Regions from separate parts of the Hordeum vulgare genome. Here region 1 is linked to region 2. A link is a contact called in public Hi-C data. All regions are on one chromosome and are shown on one strand. The core of a region is the stretch at or near the end of the contact, and the rest is flanking DNA. Distances in the headings are between cores, read along the strand shown.

Evidence for each region. A called contact is a pair of places that touch in the nucleus more often than the background predicts.
Region 1: a Hi-C map of leaf shows a contact between it and region 2, with 3 times the contacts expected there. The contact joins the promoter of LOC123397677 here to the promoter of LOC123395572 in region 2. A contact is called at or near these places in 4 of 6 Hi-C or Micro-C datasets (leaf and seedling).

What each region holds. Positions count from the first base shown.
Region 1 is chr5H:164,330,231-164,335,398 of MorexV3_pseudomolecules_assembly, forward strand. LOC123397677 (ATPase family AAA domain-containing protein FIGL1) reads left to right here and starts at 1,685. Exons shown (of 15, transcript XR_006609999.1): 1 at 1,685-2,072.
Region 2 is chr5H:163,341,610-163,346,598 of MorexV3_pseudomolecules_assembly, forward strand. LOC123395572 (WEB family protein At5g55860-like) reads left to right here and starts at 2,558. Exons shown (of 3, transcript XM_045090586.1): 1 at 2,558-2,776; 2 at 3,378-3,577. The coding sequence starts at 3,407.

The DNA.
Region 1 (5,168 bases), core at 435-2,934, 990 kb after region 2:
AAAGTTACAAGAAGGCATATGGGACTCCTTTAATGCCTATGAGAGACAAAGTGTTTTGGGAAAAAATGAATGGCATTGTTGTTCATCCACCATTGTACACAAAAGTTATGGGGAGGCCCAAGAAAAATAGAAAGAAAGCTCCAGAGGAGAAACTAGATAAGCTTGGTGGGAAAAAACTTACCAGGCATGGTGCTACAATGCACTCTCAGTTTGTGGAAGTGTGATCACAATAAGAAGGGCCACCACAAATATCAAAGTACTACAACATCACCTACTACAGAAGAAGAGGAGGAACCAGATGTTCGAAGCATCATTCTTGTACCATTCTTCAATTTTTGTTGTTCCTGCAATTATTATTTTCCAGGTTCTGCAATTATTGTTGCTTAAGTTGCTGAATTAAACACTATAATACCTTTTTGCATAATGTAATGCCACACAGAGTTAATCCATGGAAGGATCCTACACAAACAAGAGGCAGCATGATCTACACTATGCAAGAACAGGTAATGCACTATGTATGAATTTTAATGAGGTAATAAAAGTGGATACTAATAATTTCCTCTATGACGCTAACTATTTACCTAATTTTCTTTCTTAGGAGAGAAATCATTATGTCCCACCCAGACAAAATGTACCTCTCCCCGAGTCAACATTTATTGTTGCAGCGAGACACTCAATTCCTCAGGAAAGGGTCACAACAACAATGACAAGAGGCAAGGTGAGAATAAACAGGGCAACATCTACTCAAGTTGAAGACGAGGAAGAAGTAGAAACAAGTGGTCATGCTAGAGGATGAGCTACTAACAGAGCTAGAGGAAGAGGTGCAGGGATCTAGAGGCGGAGGACGTGCTACTATTTCAAGATCTGAGCGCACATGAGTAGGACAAGGCTTCTCCAATATGTTTTTTGGAAATGATGGAGCTATAACCACACACGCACTACAATTCATTCTAGCAGAGGAAGTGCCAATTAGCCAGAATGCACCACAATTCAATGATTTTTCTGTTGATTTCCTATTTTTATGAATGAACTAGCTCAAAATGCACCTCAGTTCATAAATGAACTCGTACTTTCTTTAAGCACAACGACCATGTGTTGTTGATACAAGTCATGTAATGAACTTATTCTCTTTTACTTTGAAGCACTTGGTCATATGTTATTCAGACAAGTCTGCAGTGACCAACTTGTTTTATTTTGCCCTCAACTACAGACCATGTATTGTTGAGTTATGAATTTGCTTCAAAATGCATTCGTACTATATTTTCAAATATATTTTTTAAAAGAGTGAAACTTTCCCAGATTTCTTATAATTATAGTGTTGATTTTAGAGATTTGTTCCATTTTTTGTCGACACTTTATATTTTCAAATTGATCAAAAGGCGCTTTTATTGTTTAATTTGACCAAAATGGGCTGAAAAATGGGCTGAGGAATGCTGTGTGGGGTTTCGAGTTTTGCCGTCTCATTTTTTTTCAGAGGTTATGTGTAAAATTGCTTTTACGGACAGGGCTCCAAAATGCTCCAGCCACCTGCCTGTCCACGTCATCATTGAAAAGGCACGATATGACAGATTGACGAAGGATGAACTGTACGTGCAAGTTTGTGGACTAAAAATGTGTATTTTGCAAGTTTGTGACTAATTTGAACAAACGACACAAGTTTGTGTACCAAGGGCGTTATTACCTCAATAAAAAAAGAAGTAAAACCCTGCAGCCGCGAAAAAGCGGGAGAAGAATCGAGATCCCCCAAATCGCCGAAACTCTGAAACACCCGAAATGGAGGAGCAACCCCACGCTGCCGATTGCTCCTCCTCCGCCAGCCCGACGAACTGGCGGAAGGAGGTGGAGGGGCGGCTTCGGCGTAGTCACTCCCTCCTCTTCGGTGCCGACGCTGCGCTCGAGCGCGGGGATGCAGCGGCGGCGCAGGTTCTCGTGCTCCGCCTCCTCGGCTTCCTCGATTCCCAGACCCTCTACGCCGATACGGGTCCTGAAGCCGCCTTCGTCGCGCCCATCCGCGCCGCAGCCTCTTCCCGTCTCGCCGCTGCATCCCGCGCCCGCGCGTCCGACACGGACCGGTACAAACCCTACCTGGAGTCTGATTCATTCAGTTTGACGTTTCATGCTTAGTTCATGATAGATGCAATGATTTGGTTGCTCCATCACTGTTTTATATTATACAAAAGCTGAATTGCTATTGCTTAGATCCACTAAATTTTGTAGTTATGAAGCTTCAAGAATATGCAAATCCTTGGAGAATGCAATGACCGACGATGTGGTAGTTTGCCTACAAAAATGGCTATAGCTTTTTATTTGCATGTACATACCCTTTTGTTTATTTAAGCATATGTATAGTAGGATATTATCATACTGTTTCCCCCCTTTAACATTTTTGTTCCAAATACCTTAATATAATGCATGCTAAATTTAGGACCCTAATATAGGGGGAACCTTCCCTCAGGAAGGTTTCTCGAGCATACAATTGTTCCCCAGAGAGGTGGAAACGAGAGAACGCTTTCGTTCTCTCACCCATGCCCTCCAGCGCGACTGCCCCCTTCCCCTGCTGGGCCGCCCGATCAGAAGCGCACCAGTTTTTTCGCGCCAACCCCCGTCGATTTTTTTGGCCTACACTGCCTAACCCCCACTAAAGCAAACAAAAAAAGAACACACGAGACTGGGCTGCTCCCAACTTGCCAGGGTCTAATCACCCCCCCCCCCTCTTTTCTAAAACTAAGGCCATCTCCATGGAGGATTATTGGAAAAAGTTCCATGGACTACGAAAGAAAAAAAAACCCTACAGGAGTGCCATGGACCACTACAAAAATCATCCATACAGAAAAATAAATAAATACACACTACCAAAATATTCTGCAGGAAGAATTGGCATCATTCACTTAGAAAAACAGTACCTACAAAGGAAGGAAATTGTCAGGGTCCACTACAAAAATAACTACAGGAATATTTGCCGCGATCCAGTAAAAAAAGAAAACCTTCATATTACAAATTTGCAAAGTAATATACAAAATGCAAAAACCCCACCAGAAACTTGCCATGGTCCAGTACAACAAAAAGAGAAGACACCTAAAAAATAATTTGCCATCCATGGAAGACTACATTTGCCATGCAGTCACACAAAACTAACTGTACATAGAAAAAAAATCAAATTGCCATACGGTGATAGAGAAAATTAAATAGCACATGCAATCTTAATTTGTCGCTAAAAACGAGAGATAACAATCCATTCACACTTAGTTGTAATATCGAAAAACTGTAGAAAACATTTTCATTAGTATAGAAAACTTGGTTTTGCCATGGTCCAGTATCTAGATTTGGCACCAAGCTAACGATTGAGTTGCCGTGACATTCAAAAGAAGGGAAAATAATAAGAATTTGGATGATTTAGTAAACAAATTTTTAATTTTGGTGCCATGTGAAAACATCACTCCCTCCGTTCCATAATATAAGAGCGTTTTTGACACTACACTGGTGTAAAAAACGCTCTTATATTCAGAGGGAGTACAAAAGGCTGTATAGATTGCCATGCGAGTAGTAAAAAAATTGGTAAAAGCTGCCATGTAAGTAGAAAACTATGTAAAGTTGCCATGATTGTAGAGAACAAAATTCTATGAAAATGCCATGTGACCACTAAAATGCCTAATACTGCCATGGTGCACTATCTAGGTTTGCCAGTGTACAGAAAAACATAAAAGAAAGCTGTCATAATGTGAACAAAGCTAGGGCGAGAGAGTGAATGATATAGATAATAAATTCGCCACGAGGTAAGGACAAACAAAGTTTAAAATTTCCATGTTTTATACACAAAAAATCGTAAATTTGCCATCTGAACACTATATTGTTTTTGAAATTGCCATCATGAAAGGGGAACCAAAAAATATATAAATTTGCGATGTGACCAATACAAAACATTATCCCAAAAAGCTGCCATGTTTTAGAAAACAATTTTTTGTAAAACTTGGCATGTGAACATTACAAAAATGTGTAAAATTTTCCATGAGGAAGACAAAAAGCAAATATGTAAATTTTCCATGTGATAAATAGAAAAATTCATAAATTTGCATGTGGACATTTCAAAAACTTATAAATTTGCCATGTTTTGGAAAACAAAATTTATGAATTTGCCATATGACCAGTTGAAAACATTTTATAAAATATGCCACATGTAGAATTTTTTTTCTTGGAAAAAGGAAAAAATAATTAAATTTGCCATGTGATAAAGTAGAAACATTTGCAAAATTGTTGTGATTCTGGAAGCAAAGTTCCTAAAGGTTGCCCTGTGAACATTTATTTTTCTCCTAAATTTGCCATGTTTTGGAAGACAGAATGTTATGAATTTGCCATGTGACTAGAAGGTGATTATCAAAATTTGCCATGTGTAGAAAACAAATTTGACCACAAGTGATGCGACAAACAGAAACATGATCGCATGTCCCAGTGTGTTCAAGAGCAACAATCTCCTCTGCCATCGCAAGTTGCCATTTGGGATGAATAACAACATCACGATAAGTCAACTCAAGAACAACACACTAGCGCTAGAAAAACCATTGCGGTCAACTGGCGAAAGCGGGCGATGGTGCAAGCCATAGGCAGGCTGAGATGAGGAAGATGGCACATTAGAATTAGATGGCTCGGCAGTAGACTCATCCACAACATGCGGACGACAAGTGTAATAGTGAGGAAAAAAAGGGAAGAATACTCGGAGGAATCACCGAGATAGACTCATGTGATGGAGACACGAAAGCTACTTAGGGGTAGAATCCTGTGACAAGCGAGGTGAGGAAATCATAGGAGATGGCGGCGCGGTTCTGCAACAAGCGAAGAAGTAGGAGCAATGGGATGGGTGGACAAGGGCTCAACAAGAGTGATAGGAGTGTCGGGAAAAGCGAGGAAAGAGACATCCTCCACTGAAAAGGAAGATGTGAGCGGGTAGAAGGGACGAGGCTCATCAAAAGTCACATCCCGAGAAATACGCATCCGACGACCAACAGGATCCCAACAATGTTAGTCCTTATGCTCATCATTGTATCCTAAGAAGACACACTCGACAGACTGAGCGGTCAGTTTGGTGCGTTCATGTGGGCAAGAAGAACATTACAAGCACAACCAAAGCGTCAAATAATCAGAAGAACGATAAAAAAGACCCTCGAAAGGAATTA
Region 2 (4,989 bases), core at 1,308-3,807:
TTATATATATAGTTGTACACTATGTTTTTATTTCACGTAAAATATATATTTTCACCAACATACATTTTTTTACCTTCTTTTTTCACTTCCGACTTAGAACAAAATTTACGGGACATCAAAATATGGTGTAGTCCTGTAATAAGAGCGGAGTGAAAGAAAACTACTCTTCACATGAACGATGAATAATCAATCCATTTGTGTGTGTTGTGCACGCACACACACGGGAGTACATACTCCGCTCCTCATATACCACATAGATTAAAAAAATTAAATATACTTCATTATTTTAAAAAGTTTCTTGAAATATACTTTATTATTATTTCTAATATACTTCATAATTAATTACTAGATATCCCAAAAAAGTTTCTTAACAAAATTCATGCAAGTCTACATATTTTAAAATGTTTACGTATATACTGATTTGCTTGTGTGTGAAAAGGGTATATTATAAAAATGATGTCATAAATGATATTTTTCCATAAAACTCGTATTGGGGATCTTGTATATTGAAAACGATAAAGATGTACTTCCTCTCTTTTGTATAGGGCTGAGTTTAAAAATCTCACCAACCAAGATAGATGATGAGTGGTGGAATAATTTTTGTAGTTTGCAAAAGTACTCAATCAATCCACTAGTTTTTCCTCAAAAATTTATGTTTATCAATGTATTAATTGCAATGCATGCATGCATGAACAATAAATAGTCAAGAACTTTTACATCCATTGATGAGCTTTCTTACACCCCTTTCCAATGTTTCACCTTGTACACGTGCTAAGGCTGCCATGTAGGCAAAAAAACTGATTTGATAAGCTAATTAATAGAAAAGAGATGAGTGTGATGATCCCGGTAAAAAATAATGTTGAACACATAAACCTAGGCAAAACACTTAAATAAAAAAGCCCACCAATGCATGGACAACTCTAGTTGTAAAATCATTAAATGAAGTATGCTTACAACAAGTTAAGCACCAATCCATTAAAGACTTTAGTTGCTAAATTTTTAATGTGCTTAGCACCTCATGTAAGCACATTTGCATTCAAATATGCCTTAATTATTGCATGCATCATGAAATTTGAACATGTGATGAAAAGCAATAATATTGAGACTTACAAAACAAAAAAAAACTAAGTTTTTAATATAAGTCTTATAAACCGGAAAGGAAGGAGTATAACCAATGCGTGCAATGGGAGAAAAATAAATATAATCTTCAAGGATGTTGATCATATTACGTCCTTCAAATTTTAGGACATTTCTTGAAATGCATGAATATTTTTTGAATTAGCAAACATTTTTTTCAATTGCACTCAAAAAATAATACACAAACTTTTTTCTAAAAGTCATGGGCTTTTATTGTTTTCACCAACATTGTTCTCAAAATTATGAACATTTTTCTGAATATGGGAATACTTTTACAGATATCCCGAGCATTTTTTGAATTCACAAACATTTTATGTTTTATTTAAAATTCTATTTCAAAATTCTCAGTTTTATAAGCTGCAATTTTTTTTCAAAAGTCGATATTATTTAAATTTTAAAAAATGGAACAGAAAATGAAAATAAAAAACGAGACTAAAAATAGAGGCACAAACTGTTTTTAAGATTTTTACACGGACTTTTGTTTGAAATTATTGACTTTTTCCATTTTACAGACATTTTCTAAAAATTTAAACATTTTTTTGTATATGCAAACATTTTCAAAACTCCTGAGTAGTTTTCGAATTCTCAAAAAAAAATGTTTTTCTAATATTTTATTTCAAAATTCTCAGTTTCTTAAATTTAAGAAAAGTTATTTGAAGTTCTAAATTATTTAAAGTAGAAAAAAATGGAACTGAAAAGTAAAATAAAAAAACTAAATTAAAAGAACAGGCGGCCACGCATGGACCGGCCCAAATAGGTGTGCCGCATCTTTTTCCAATGCCCAGAGCGTAATATAGGAGGTGCCTCTATGGGCCGGGCCAGTACGAAGATTTTCCTGTTTGAAACGTTTTCTATGACTTATAAGTGATAATTGTGGGTAATTTTCATCAACTTTATGGGCAATGTTAATGACGGACGACAGAAGCACTAATTGCTTTATTAATATAGGTAAAGATTGAAGATGAGAGTATCTTTGTTCATGCATTTTTGTAGATTTCTTAATCATGTATACATGATTGCTTTTGAAACAAAATGTTATCCATCCAAATGTGTTATTTTGAAGGATGAAATGAGAATATATATTAGAAGGCTGGGCTATGAAGAATTCGTGTTTGTACTAATTCTACAACTTTTAAAAAAAAATTACTTCCTCCAATCTATAGATGTGTGTTTAATAGAAAGAAACGTTCTTGTCTTTGTGGCGATGTGTGTCCTCGTGAATGACTTTGATTATACTGTGTGAAAAAAGTTACTCCCTCTTATTCATAATAAGGGTTGAAGTTTTAAATTTTTGTGGGGAACTCTGTTTGAGCTTGAGATGCTTTTGTGGAAGGATCGGATGTTGGTGAGTCAAACCCAACAAAACGTGGGGCCCCGCCAGTGCCATTGAATTGGCTATTGGATGCCCGGAAAATACGTGCGCCCGACCAACTTTTGCTCTTTCCGACCAAGCCGCACGTTCCTTTCGGACCGATCGGACCGCCTAACCCCAACAAGCCCCCCAAGCCCCTCTGCCGCCGCCGGCCGGCAACCCCAGCCCTTTCTCTCTGGCCTCTCCGCCGTAGCGGCTTTCTAGTTTACCGCCGACTTGGGCCTCTACCTGAAGCACTGGTCCTCACCTCTCTCTGCGCATCTACTGGTTCGTTTCGGACTGCCATTTTTCTTTGTTCGTGCTAAGCCCTAGAATTGGTTGTCTGGATTGATTTCCTTATTTTCTGTTCACTTTTCAAGCTGGGTGAAACCCTTTTGCCCTTTGAGGGATGGCACGCCCGTTGTGATATGTTTATGTGAATATTCAAGGGAATTTTGGGGTATATTTGTGGCCTCTTTAGGGTTTGCAGTAGGAGAATGAATTAGCAATGTGGAATGTACATCTGTGCCGCGCCTCTGTAAGATAAAATTTGGAGAAGTAGGGCATACACTCAACGAAACTGTGTGCATTTTACCATGTTAAAAAAAATAACAGTGTCATGCGTGCATTTGTATCATCTTACAAACAACCATATGGGACATTAATATCACCTGTAATGTTTTCTAATACTATGATCCCATGAATCTTCAATATGTGTTTTCCCCCTGAAAAGGCTGCTGGAACATAATTGCTGTTGTTTCATGTCCTATAACCACATCCTAGTAGTTTCCTCAATCAAATTGATCATACTAGTATATATTGCAGAAAGTTGTGTACCATTAGCTTTCCTGCAAATGCTTTTCTCTAACTCCTTGCTTTTCTATTGCAGCTTGCATATAATATAGTAGTACAGTAAATATGGCTATGAAAGTTGGCCCACCTTCTACTGACGCAGAAAAATTGGAGGTTGGAGAAATAGATACAAGAGCTCCTTTTGAATCTGTCAAAGCTGCCGTAAGCTTATTTGGTGAAGTAAGGTTTTCATCTGACAAATCAGCTGCGAGAAAGCCAAAGGCTCCTCAAGCAGAGGTAGCTACTTTGAAATCAACTATGCAAGTTCAAATACTTAACATGCGCACATGCATGTTTGCCATGATTCACTCGCATAGCATGAATACTGAGGACGCCGGATCTAACCCTTGACATCCTTACAAGTATAATTTTGAAAAAGAAATGCATCGTCTGTTGTGAAAACTGCTAGCTCAAAATGTTGTGTCATAAATTTCGTCACTGAGAAGTTCTAGATGTTACTACTGTTGAAAGTATACGTGATAATTTCGTTATTGATCTTGCTTTTTTTATCTCCTCTGAAATGTCTAATTATTTCCCATGCAGCATCTTGTTATTGAGAAATTCATCCCCTTTCTAGTAAATTTAGTTTATATCGTGTTTCAGTGAGTGATTACTTACATATGTTTTCCATTTTTTTTAACTGATGATGAGAGCGAGGGTGTTCTCCCATTTCGAATTGCCAGGCCTTTACCTTAAAGAAACAATGAATTTTTAAGAATGCAGATTGTTTTTAAATTTACATCCTCTTGTTATGAGTCTTATGATGATCCCTATGAGTTGTAATCCATATCATGTTTTTCTATCTAGGCTACTTAATTTCGATTGTAATTTGTAGGATCCCTTTGCACTGTTACATGCAAAAAATTCCCATTCATACAAATGCCTTGTAAGAACTCTGCATTTTCCCTACGGCGTATCAGACACCCTTTGGTGAAACCTTATGATTTCCAATCCTTTATGGCCCAGGAAGAACTCTGTGTTTCCCCTACGGTGTATCAGACACCCTTTGGTGAAGCCCTATGATTTCCAATCCTTTATGGCCCAGGAAGACATGCCATTGCAATTTTGGGTTTCATATTCCTCTATGGAATTTTTGAATTGGATACCCTTAAGTTTGCAATTTCCCTATCTGGTCAATCTGCGTACACATATATACAACAACAAAGCCTTTCAGTCCCAAACAAGTTGGGGTAAGCTACAGTTGAAACCCATAAGATACCGAAACCAAGCCATGGTTCTGGCACGTGGATGGTTAACTTCCACACACCCTGCCCATGGCTAAATCTTTGGTGATATTCCAGTCCTTAGACATGACATGCAGATATTTCAACCAACCAACATACAGTACCGCCTTTCAGTCCCAAACAAGTAGGGGTAAGCTAGAGTTGAAACCCATAAGATATCGTAACCAAGTAATGGTTTTGACACGTGGATAGCTAACTTCCACTCACCCCTATCCATGGCTACATCATTGGTGATATTCCAGTCCTTCAGACATGACATGCAGATATTTCAACCAACCAACATACAGTACCCACCTTGCCGTGCAATGCAGCGGCCACATATGATAACATCTTCGTTTTGTTCCTGGTAGAATATGGAGTAGCCTAATATTCATGGTAGATAACTTTCTCTTTGGCCAGAGAATT